Regions from separate parts of the Zea mays genome. Here region 2 is linked to region 1. The links are chromatin contacts, called in public Hi-C maps. All regions are on one chromosome and are shown on one strand. The core of a region is the stretch at or near the end of the contact, and the rest is flanking DNA. Distances in the headings are between cores, read along the strand shown.

Evidence for each region. Hi-C and Micro-C count contacts between places; a contact is called where the count stands out from the background.
Region 2: a contact with region 1 is called in a Hi-C map of leaf, with 6 times the contacts expected there. The contact joins the promoter of LOC100279962 here to the promoter of LOC100384560 in region 1. A contact is called at or near these places in 4 of 25 Hi-C or Micro-C datasets (ear, endosperm, leaf and 1 more).

Annotation. Positions count from the first base shown.
Region 1 is chr1:69,004,159-69,010,357 of Zm-B73-REFERENCE-NAM-5.0, reverse strand. LOC100384560 (putative protein phosphatase 2C family protein) reads right to left here and starts at 3,182. Exons shown (of 9, transcript NM_001359394.1): 1 at 2,466-3,182; 2 at 1,600-1,771; 3 at 1,248-1,401; 4 at 1,106-1,169; 5 at 858-965; 6 at 574-699; 7 at 251-483; 8 at 1-68. The coding sequence starts at 2,693.
Region 2 is chr1:69,325,004-69,331,488 of Zm-B73-REFERENCE-NAM-5.0, reverse strand. It overlaps LOC100279962 (Splicing factor arginine/serine-rich), which reads right to left and starts at 4,478. Exons shown (of 13, transcript NM_001361010.1): 1 at 4,172-4,478; 2 at 3,851-3,889; 3 at 3,623-3,771; 4 at 3,356-3,431; 5 at 1,037-1,331; 6 at 847-953; 7 at 722-769; 8 at 436-642; 9 at 20-121. The coding sequence starts at 4,368.

The sequences.
Region 1 (6,199 bases), core at 1,933-4,432:
TCTCCAATTGGCAGACAGCACAATCATGCAGCTTGAACATATTTCCTTCTGGGTAATTTATATTCAACCTGTGGACAAGATAAAAGTCATTAGGCCAAATTGCACATGGATATGTATAATTCATGTTCAAATGTTGTTGCGACAAATGCATCGATTCTCCAAATCTCTTAGGCAGATGCATGCTCCCACCACATATTGTTTAATTACGAATTCTAAAATGTATCCATCACAAAGAAAAAGAAATGCTGACCTTCGAGCAAGCATTGCAGAGCCCTCCTCGTATATTTCCTCCACAACATCAGTTTCTAAGCATCCTCTGTCCATCTGATCTTCAGACATTTCATCAGAGGGCCTCCGCCGGAACAGAGCTTTGATGACTCCTTTTCCAGGTCTCTTTAGTGGGGGGCTTAACTTCTCTGGAGGTAGTATATCAACTACTATGCAAGTAGTATCATCTCTTAATCCCTTCGAAGTGACAGCTTCCTACATAACAGGACATATGAGCACAGATGAAACCATGAATCAAGCCTTATCGACAAGAGATACACCAGGGATGAAAATATATAGCAGTACCTTGACAATTCGATTAGCAGCAGCTTCAGCTGGCAGGCCCCTGGTGTAGTTCAGAGCCTCTTGAAAGTGCAGTGCATCCCACACACCATCACTGGCAATGACAAGCCGCCCACCAGCATTGGACAACTGCAATAATGTAGGCATCGAACCTCAGATCAATTCATTTAGATTAGTGGCCTTAAGCTGAGATACCATTTTTGTGATTGGTCTCTACCACTATCTAATAACACAAAGAACCTTTTCCACCATTGCACTTATATAAATAGTTCATATGTTATATGCACCTTTACTTGCTTCACGTGTGGGACAGGAACTATAAATTCCCCGACGTCGATATCACCTATTGACCTTGATAAACACAATCCACCTGGCCAGCATCTGAGTGGACCAATCTGAATAATGACCGCAAAGAAATTGTCGTTAAAATTAGAACCTGTCCACTGACATGAATACAGCATTGTGCACTCGGGTCGGGAGGGTGAAACAAAAGATCAACTTGGTAACTGAAAATATACACAAAAAAGTAACTTACCCCGGCACCCCCAGCGATATTTATTCTCCCAACTTCACCACCACTTGCTGTTACACGCTCCACCCTGCAGTTAAGGAGCTTGGATTAGTCATAAGTCTAAGGATATTGTAGTCATATAACTAACTTGGACTTAAGGACATACTCCTCTTCATTAGCATCCAGGCGATGATCTGCTGATAAAAAATATATTGAACCCTCAGCAGATTCTAGAATGCATCGTGAATCGCCAACTGATGCTACAGTGACAACCCATCCATCTATTATAACAAAAGTCACAGTGGTCCCTGAGCGTGCAGCTGAAAACATTATAACAGTCAGTTTACATCGCAGTGAAAGAGTCTGAAGATCCCATGGCAATATAGGAGGCTAACACCATGCAATCCACAGTAAACAGCAAATGGTGTATGCTCCTGTGAACATTGCAAATCCATTGAGAAATAATTTGCTTTTGGATGGTTAAAAGACAGGCAGACCTGGCATCCCATTTATAATACCTTTTCCTTGGAAGTCTTTATCTGTTTTTACAAAACCAGCAACTAGTGCCCTTGGCAGCGCAGCTTTCCACTCCTCACTTGTGAGATTTGGAGGAATAGCAGCCAACACACTGCTTATTAGATTCTCCCGGGTGTATATGGCAGCTGCAGAGCCATTGTGTCCGTCAAAAATCTGATGCGAGAAACCAGAATGAATAGTGTGAGTGAGATTAGCAATCACTTTAGGGCTTGTTTGTGTAATTTTGGATTGGAGTGGATTGAGGTGGTATAAGGTGTACTGAAGTGTAATTTGAACTAATTTCCCTTTGAATCCCTAAAATACACTTCAATCCACTCCAATCCCTCTTTATCCAAACAAGGCCTTAGTTGGTATAAGGAAAGTTTTAATATAGAAAATACAGTACTCTACATTAATAGTGTATAACTGAACTATCACAAGAGTATTCCAACATGGGTTGACTTTGCCATTACACTGCTCTGCTTTGTGTTGAGAGAGAATGATGGATTGATATACTATGAAAATTTGTAGGACCAAACTTAGTAGAAGCCTGAAAGATCGCAAACAGTTTGAATATTCCCAAACCAGTGGTCTTCTGGCCACCAAAATGATAAAGAGTCAAGACAATCAAGAGCAGTAAAATACTAGCTGACATATGTCCCCATGTGCCTCGATGCCAGCACACCGCAAAACCAGGCCTGCCCATCATGCTACTGCTCTATGCGAAAAACAAACAGTATGAAATCATGACACTGAACACATTCTAAGGAGTAAATGAACCACCATAAAATCCAGACTCAGGAGCAAGCTCTAGTTTTAATGAATTAAGCACAGGCCAAAAGTAAGAAGAGGGCCATTGAATCATTACCGCAAATACGGAAATGGTGTCGTCGTCGCCGGCATTCTCGCCGCCGCCACTGCCGCCCGGGGTGCGGTGGCACCTGGGCACGAGGAGCGTGAAGTCCTCCCCTTTCTTGCTCTTGTTGGCCTCCCCGAACAGGATGTCCGGCCTCTCCACCTTCTGGTTGCACAGCTCCCGCTTGAGGAGCACGGCCAGGGGCACGCTGCACCCGTCGACGTCGGCGTGCATCTCCATCGGAGCTCAGGCCTCCAAACCCCTCTGCCTCCGATCCGCCGCCGATTACTCCGAAAGAATCGGGCGGGGAGACGGATCTGGGGCGACGAAAGAAACGCGTCGAAAAGGCTACCCTAACATACAGCGGAGTTGGGCCAAGTCCGGTGAAAGAATTCTTTTTTTTTTCCCGCCGCAACCGAAATCCCCGCCCAAGAAACGGAGAATCCCTCGGACAACGACGGCGAATCTCGATGCGGCTACTGCTGCTGCTCGCCTAACGCAGCTTGGATCCCAATCTCAGCGGCCTCTCCAAGAAACCGCAGGAGCATTGGCCAGACCGGAGCCGAACGAATTCCCACTCCCCAGCGACCGCAAAACCTGGGGCGAGGAAACCGCCGGCTACTTATTTCTGGAGCACGGAGTGGGGTGCCGCGAACGCGATCGAGCTGGAGGACGAGGTGGGAGATCGGGAACTTGAGCGGATTCAAGAGGGAGGGTGGGAGGTCAGGCTAGCTGGATCGGGGAGAGAGAGAGGAGGAGGAGGAATTAGTTAAAAGCCGTTACGGGAAGCCGAAGAGAAGCGCGCCTGAACGTGCGCGCCAGGAAGGAAGACCGCTCACCTCGTCAGCATCGAGCTGTCAATCTACTCAATTTCTTTGCTTGTGATGATTGATTGATTGTCCGTTACCTAATCTCTGTCAGTTCTAAAGTTTGTCAGGATACAGATATGTGCATTTTGTTGGGCGAGGAGGATAAATAAAGTTGGTGTATAGATGTCGGAATCGTTCTACATTTCGCCGAATTTTCTGCGTGAGAACATGTCATGAAGTATATGGCATTCTTTTTGTTTTTTAGTGCTTTCTATTGGAAAAGGAGAATGGGGCAATATTCTGTATTGATAGTAGTACATCGTGAACAGCAGGCCTTACAATATATAGGCATACACAGGTGGCGCACCAGGGAAGGGTGCGGCAGCCTGGAGCCAATCAGACCAGACCTACCAAAGATAGAAATCCTCCTTTCTATACTAGTACAACATATCTGTCTATCTAAGGAAGAGACCTCTAGTTGCCATAGAAGACTATGTTGCTATACTAGCCTGGATAGGAGAGCCTCACGCAGGAGGCAGCCAGGAATATTACCAAAACTGTCTAACACCCCCCCCCCCCCCCCCCGCAGTCAAAACATCTAGCCACTGCAAATGTTGAGACTGGACTTGAACTCAAGAAACACGGAGGAAGGAAGCCCTTTCGTGAAGATGTCTGCAAACTAAGAGGTGGTAGGAACATGCTGAACACGAACTTCACCAGTAGCAACCCGCTCACGAACAAAATGGAGATCTATCTCAACATGCTTCGTCCGATGATGCTGAACTGGATTAGTGGATAAGTAGACAGCGCTGATGTTGTCACAGTAAACAAGAGTGCTTCTATGAAGAGGACTGCGAAGTTCTTGGAGGAGTTGACGCAGCCAGCAAGCCTCGGCAACACCATTGGCAACAGCACGATACTCAGCTTCAGCACTAGAGCGAGAGACAACCTTTTGTCGCTTGGAGGACCAGGAGACAAGATTATCACCAAGAAACACCGCATAACCAGAAGTGGAGCGACGAGTGTCCGGACACCCAGCCCAATCAGCATCAGTATAGACCACAAGCTCGGAAACAGATGTGGAGCGTGGTAGAAGAAGACCATGATCAGCCGTACCTTGAAGGTAGCGAATAATACGTTTCAGAGCAGTCAGATGGGACTCACGGGGATCATGCATATGGAGACAAATCTGTTGAACTGCATATGTAATATCAGGTCTGGTGAATGTTAGATACTGAAGAGCACCAGCCAGACTCCGGTACTGAGTAGCATCCTGAACAGCAGGTCCACTGTCAGCAGCGAGCTTGGACTGGAGATCAACCGGTGTAGAACAAGGTTTGCAACCAGTCATGCCTGCACGGTCAATGATATCAAGGACATATGTACGCTGATGGAGGAAGAGACCAGCCGGTCGTCGCTCAACTGTAATACCAAGAAAGTGATGTAGAGGTCCGAGATCCTTCATGGGAAAAGTTGTCTGAAGTGCTGCAATGACACGCTGCAAGAGAGCTGAACTGGATGCAGTGAGGATAATATCATCAACATAAAGAAGCAAGTAAGCTGTCTCAGTGCCATTGTGAAAAATGAACAGGGAGGTATCTGCTTTGGCTTCGACAAAACCCAGAATCTTCATGTGAGAAGAAAAGCAACTGTACCAGGCACGCGGTGCTTGCTTCAGGCCATAAAGAGACTTGTTGAGATGACAAACATAAGTGGGATGAGCAGGGTCAACAAAACCTGCAGGTTGGCTGCAATAGACTGTCTCAGAGAGAGTACCATGAAGAAACGCATTCTTTACATCAAGTTGGTGGATAGGCCAATCCCTCGACAGAGCTATCGAGAGAACAGTGCGAACCGTGGCAGGTTTGACCACCGGACTGAAAGTCTCATCATAATCAACCCCAGGACGCTGAGTGAAGCCTCGACATACCCAGCGTGCTTTGTAGCGCTCAAGAGAACCATCTGCAAGAAATTTGTGACGGAAATGCCATTTCCCTATGATAACATGAGCACCTGGAGGAAGAGGAACAAGTGTCCAGGTATTATTGGAGACCAGAGCCTGGAACTCTTCTTCCATGGCACGACGCCATAGGGGATCAGCCAAACCTTGGCGAACTGAAGTTGGCTCGGGGGAGATGGCTGCAGTAGTGAAGGCGGCCGGTACTCGAAAACCAGCCTTGGCCCGGGTGGTCATGCGATGATTGTTGACCACCATAGGCGTAGGAACAACACCGGGAGGAAGTCCAGACAGCGGCGAAGGTGTTGGTGCAGGCTCAATCGGAATTGCAGAAGCACCGGAGGCACCAGCCACTGGAAGATCTGTAGAGGAAGTAGTCTGCTGGTGCCGACGAGTGTACACGCGCAGAGGTAGGGGCGTCGGAGCAGTTTCAGGTGGTGACTGCAGACCGCCAGACCCGAAGGGAACCACCAGGGGCAGCGGGGCAACTCCTGGTGCTGGAACCAGGTCGCGCGGCACAGGGGCAGAAGGCACCAAGTCCTGGTCTGGAGAAGACAGGGACGGCGCAGGGGCAGAAGGCTGAGACGGGTGGGAGTGGCATGGGTCCTGCCAGATCAGCCACTGAGCCACAACCAGAACCGGTCACCAAGGGGGACGCCATGGTACCTGCAGAAGAGGGCAAAGTCCCAGTTGAAGGGGACAAGGGCGCACTCTCAGGATCCAAAAAATTCAAGTTGTTAGTTAGATGGGGCGAGACAGAGAAGGGGAAATATGCCTCATCAAAGGTGACATGTCGGGAAATGATGATACGATTTGTGGAGAGATCAAGACATCAATAGCCTTTGTGGTTGGAAGAATAACCAAGAAAGACACACTTGGTAGAGCGGGGAGCGAGTTTGTGTGGTGCAGTAGCAGTGATATTAGGGTAGCAGGCACAGCCAAAAACCCGAAGATGATCATATGATGGAATGGTGCCAAAG
Region 2 (6,485 bases), core at 3,229-5,728, 320 kb before region 1:
TGTAATCATCATGACAAACCTGGGGGAAGGTTTCAAAAGTTTTGCAGTTCTTTCCTGTTCCACAGACAAAGAAGAGGCAGGATCACTGTGAAGTGCCTCAAGAATTTGACCACCAGACAACCTGCAAAATATGGGGTATTATAGCCATAATAATTTACATGGCAAAGATGCACAGGTCATAAACTCCACAGCTGACTGTAGATATATGTGTGTTAAATCTTCTTCCTGCTTAGCAAAAATAAAACGAACCATAAAATGCATGCCTATCTACAAAACAACTATTTTTTACACCATAGATACCATCATGACCATGTCTTGATCTATCCTATTCCTGACATAGTCATCTTCAGAACACCAGGATTGAGGTAATAAGCTCCATCAGAGAAAAGTTCGCCCAATGTATATTTGCAAATATTAAAAGTCGAGTTTCCCGACCGGTTAGGTATGTCAATTCGTATTGGAGACGAAGGCGGAGAGATCCCTGAAACTTTTGGTTCACTGGTATCATCGGAACCTCCAAATTCAGTAATATATTCAACCCTAGGAGCCTTTTGCTTGCTCCAATAATTGCTTTCAGCATGTATCCCACGGCCATGACGCCTAGAATGGGATGGTGAACGAGATCTTGATCTCGATCTTGATCTGTCAACATGAAATATATATGGAGATTAAGGAAAGCAAATACTTTGTGAAAACAAATTACAGTGAACACGGAATGCACCTTCTGCCCCTTGAATATGCTTCATATGATGGGCTTCTCCTTTGTTCCCTATATTATTAACCTTGTCATAAAAATGATTTCAATTTGTCTTCTTAGTTAGAACTTAGAAGAATGATAAATAATACCTATAAGGATCACGATAAGATACCCTTCCAACAGAACGTGCTGCCTCCCGCTCCTTTTCCCGCTCAATCTGAGAAGCCTTCCTTCTTTCTCTACGGCTCATTTTTTTCTGTACAATTTGATTATATTACTTCTTGCAAGAAGAAAAAAACAAGTAAATAGGTAAATATTACAAGCTACTAAGTCACGCACTATAGATGGGTCGCCTTTAACAATTTCTTTCTGCCTCTTCTCCTGTTCTTTGTTTTTTTTATCCATGTAAACAAGCCAGTTATATCTTTTTATCCCAAATTCTTTCGCTATACTTTCCATTCGTTCATCACTGCTATCATCACTACTGAAGTCCTTGTCATCATCATCAACTTCTTCCTCTTCGTCGTCGTCATCACTGTCTAGGTCTTCAGATTCCTCATTTCCGTCTCCCTTGTATGAGTATCCAACCTGTGAATATGCGCCTTTGCTAGCAGGAGGCTGTGAGGATTGTGGTCTACCAGAGACAAGAACAAACAATAACTAAGAGTAAAACCAGGAAAAAAAAGACACAGGATTTGATGAAAAATAAATTGTATCTCACAGAGAAGCAACAATACAAGTCATACCAAACGGTTAAAATAAGTATTCCAGGTATGCATAACGCTATTTACCACATCATTTAATCCTGATTTACCTCTGGAATATTCAGAAGATGACAAATAAGTAAATTGATGTCTACTCAGGTATGAGTTGATTTGTGCACTTATTAGGTACATTCAAGTATCCAACTATCGACCTATTAGTTCAAAAAATCAGGAATGTCCAATTAAAATATTAAATGCTTTTAATTTGGCCAATGTCCACAAACAAGCTGGATTATTTGGAAAGTCTCTCCCTCTCTGTTTCTTCACTGTCCCTATAGCTTAATTCTCTCTCCGTAAGACCATGTGAAATTGTAGGCCCCACAGCACCACTCTATTCCAACTTTTGTTATTTAAGAGAAATAACTGTTTTCTTGGTCCTATGTTAAACATCTTTTGCTCATAGATGTAGAGTTAAGCTATCCAGTCAAATGTCAATGCATATGAGACCTAATCATGCTAGGGACATAGCAAATCACAAGAGCGACAGACATTGGCAATGACATACACATCTGCATAAACAAGTGTCAAGTTTATCAACTTCTGTAATTTAACTAAACAAATCATTTTTATTATTTTAAGATAAACATGAACACATAATAACAAGTAGGCTGTCTATGTCACAACATTAGGACTAATGAAGTATGTTTATCCTAAATCCTAATCGTCCCTAAACCTGCAACCACAAGCCTCTCCTTTATGTGCTTGTTGGGAGGAATGTAATTGGACATTCAATTGTAACTAATTAGTTCTCCGTGCATCGCTACGGCTTCTATACATCATACACAATTTCTTTGTACAACACAAACCAACATGAGTTGCAGTGTTTAAAGGTGAGTGCTCTCTTTCTAGAGACCATGGTTCGAATCCCAGCAGGTGCATTTTTTTATATTTCGCTGGCGCGCGGGGAACGCTCGATACGCGTGTAGTGTGGGGAGGGGGACGATGCACGAAGAAACTCGCGCTTTATAATAGTAATGAAATGCGGTGAAATGTGCCAACAGAAACAGCCAAAATTGGAATTCTCTGAAAAATATCTTCCTTTTAACAATCACCAAGCTGTTTTCTAATAGTCAACAACATACTGAATATGTACAAAGCATTCAAGCTGATATTTATTAAGTTCAAGGCTTCAAGCACTCTTTGACTGAATCAGCATAAAAAAAGTTGATAAAACCAGTATGTTTTTTTATCAGACTTTCATTATGATCATGCAAAAGTATTGAACAGTTTAAAATATATCGGTAATACCCAGATACACTTGTGTTTAAGCAATTAATCCTCTGAAGAATGAAAATATTTTAGAAGAAATTTATAAGGCTATACAATATACTCCAACAGAATTTTTCGATGATAAAAAAAACATACAACCCCCTAATTTCAGTTGTCAGTGTAGTTTCCCTAATCATACGCTACTCTAATGTCTGATATAAGTGTAGCTTCCCTGAGCAATAACAACCACAAAACATCTTGAAAACCTGTGAGATTGAAGTGCTTTACTCATTTGGAACTTATACCAATGCATGAATGCAATTTTTATTAGCTAGAGCAGCAAAAAGAAACATGAGAGATTGGAATGTCTTTAGAAAAAGGGTGTAAAACAATAGTGATCCATGTGCCATAATAATGACCAAGGAACAAGTTCCTTTTAATATGTTGTCATTATTAGTACTATACTCATATTTTATATCAATCGTCTTGCAGGGTCAATCCTCTGACCTACCCAAGTTGCTAGGGACTAACGCTTTTGTGGTAGCAGTGGTGTCATTTGGTAGAGCAAAGAATTACTGCTATCATTCATTCATGTTTCACATCAATGTTCTGTGTATAAATGTAATTATGTAAGTTGCAAGAGCAAGAGAGGAAATAGAGCACACAAAATTAAAAGCAGGCATACTTGTCAAAGCTAAAAGGAAGAAGAGCTTTTGCCTCCAACTCTTGCACAACATGCTGCAAACCGGCCTCATCAGAAACTGTGAAAAGAAGCTAGGTAAATGTTCAGTTAACTAGTGCTTTGAATTAAGAAATAGCACCCTTTTTCTGTACCAATTTAGAAACAAATAAAGTGTGCATTAGGACAATCCCTCAAGTGATGTAAATGGATGCAAGATATGAAATTTCTACAGCAACAGCAATAGAACAGAGAAACCAAAAAGGTACCGACATCCTCTGCGACGATGCTTAATCAAATCCCGGTAACGTTCAAAATTAACAAATTCCTCTAACTCTTCCTCTTCTTCAGATTTCCCTTGGACTCGAAAAGGGCGAGAGCTCGAGTCTCGGATAAAATCAAGCAATGCACGGCCATCAAATCTGTCCATTATAAATATAATGGGTATCAGTTTTCTTGTACTTAGGATAATCTGTCATAAACACAAGAATAGATAGTTACCTGTCAATCAAAACATCTTGCTTTCCATTCCATTGTATCCTGCAATGGAAGCATAGTGAATGAGTAGTAGCAATCAAGTGATAACAACAAGCCATCAATTCCAATGTCATAAACACAAGAACAGACTATGCTTCATCAGATGAAATTTACAATGACATGTATCCGAGACTCAGCGCCGCAGTATCCATCATCAGTTATTACAGTAAACTATTAACTCGTATAGCATAACTCATCAGACCAAATCCGAAACTGTGCCTACGCTGCGACCAAGCATCGCACCGCACCGATAGGAGAGATGGTGAGAGAGGATTGGGCACGCACAATCCCTGCTGGTCCTCGGTGGCCTGGTACAGGGCGTCGTCGCGGTGAACGCGGCACCGCGTGCCGGAGACCTGGAGCGCCTGCTGCGGGTCGCCGCGGCGGCGGGCGAGGTAGACGGCTCGGCGCTGCGCCCGGCGGCGGGCCGCGTCCATGAGGTCGTGGACCTTCCGCTCCGACCGCCGCGCCTCGTGCCACATCGCGCCCCCTCCTTCCGGAATGCTCTGCTGGAAACCGTGTACGGGTGGCGTGGTGCTTGGAAATCTAACCCTAGGACTAGGAAGCTGCTACAAGCTGAACGGGAATAGACATCTGAACATATTGGCTATTGGCGGTCATTTACGCAGAAAGTATTTCCCAGTATTTAGAACGGAGAATTATTATATTTTAATGACTCTCTATTTATTTTTTTCATAAAGATTACACTCTATACGTAACATCTCAAAGTGGCTAGCCGGATTTGTCTAGTGAGGAAACCAATTTGGAGAATCGAATATTTAGCGAGTTAGATGACTAGTGTCGGTGTTTGGACCGTGGTTCCTTAACAACCATAACAACCAGTAAATGTGTCGCGTGGCTGGCTCTAGATGGTGTACGAGATGACACAAGCGATTCTCCTGGTTCGGGCTACTCAAGGCCATACTTCCAGCAGAGAGGATGAGACTTATATTACTCACATTGTGTTGCCTGTAGTAGGGGTTTACAAGCACAACGGGAGAGAAGTCCCCAAGTCCCTAGAGATGATTGAGGCAAGTGTCAATATCTAAGACAGTGTGAGAAAGCAAGAGTTCATCTACGTGTGTCTCTTCCTGTCCCATGGAGGGACCACTGCCCTATTTATACACCAAGGGGAACGTCCACAGTGAAGCTGAGTCTTATATTCGAAGGAGAGATGTACTGGCGTCTGACGTGACGGCGAACCATGTAGTAGATTCGCGCTTGTTGACTCTACGTAGAGAGTCGAGTCTGATGGGTTGTTCGTACGCTCGAGCCCCCGAGGGAGAGGTCGCTCATACCGTAGTGGTTGTAAACAGCGTCGGGGTATGGGCCAAAGGCTGCTTACGGGGCGCGTCATCGTCCTGCCATGTGATGACATCGAGATTCCCTGCATCACTCATCGAGATCGGAGTCCCTGCTTTGGTTGATGCAGGAGTCTCCCCAAGGCGCTAGCCGAGCCGTCCCTCGACGTGCGCTACAGTCGGACAGAGTGGCTGTCTGCGTGATTCACAGCGCGGTCGGTGGCCGAGGCCGAGCTCGGGCGAGATGGAGAACTTGCCCGAAGGCTGAGCTCGGGGTCGAGCGAGGCGGAGCGGTCGCGCCCGAAGGCTCGTCCGCTCGGCTTGTCGCGTTAGGCATCCCATCGGAGGGCGTCAGGCGGTGTGCGCGCAATGTGATGTAGGCGTAATCATACTGTTGCGCCAGACGTGATTCTTGTCTTGTCCACTACTGTGTTCTGCTGCCACAGCGTGGGTTGGCACATGCATTCAATGCGCCTATACCCCGTCTATTTTCGAGTGCCCTTGTCCTGTTCACTTGAGACTGGCTCGGGCGAGACAGACCGTGTTGAGGCGGCATCGGGCGAGGCGGAGCAAGTGGTGTCGACCTCGGGTGAGGTGGGGCCCTGCTCGAGGTGGGAGACCCTCGGGGGGCGTCTCGGTTGCCACCCTTCAGGGGTTTGATCCTTATTTCTCTAAGTGCGTTTGTTAGGGGGATAATCAGGGTGTCCCTAATTACCGCCCCGACAACTAGTCTGTTGGAGAGTTATTTTGCTATTAAGTAGCCAAAATTTGGCTTGACGAGCCATTTGGCTAGTCTCTTGGAGATGCTCTAAAAGATACTTCTCCATATACATAACATCTCCAACCTTCATTCCTCTATATATTATAATTCATTTATTTAATTTTTTTGTTAGTTTTTAAAGTTTAAAAAATCATAGAATATTTATATTGCTATAATACATATTGTTATCAAGTTAAATAGCTCGAAAAAGATTAATATGGTAAAGAAATGACGTAATTAGCATATAGGAGGAGATTAGAGCTCACTCTATATACGGGGGAGTTTCCTCTCCCTTCCATATGGAGGGAGCTTTGGAGACAATAACACTCCAAAACTTCCTGATAAACCCAATGGGTAGAAGGAAGCCTGATCTATCGATAAGAGTTGATGGAGGTGGAAAATTGTTGTAGAACGACGTTGACTGCTCGACTACCACAACCAAGATGGTGAGGCGCCTTGAGCGACAGGTACACCGTCTCCTGATAACTACAATTTGGGGTGCAGGTCGACGTTGTGCTATCCGACTACAACAACCACA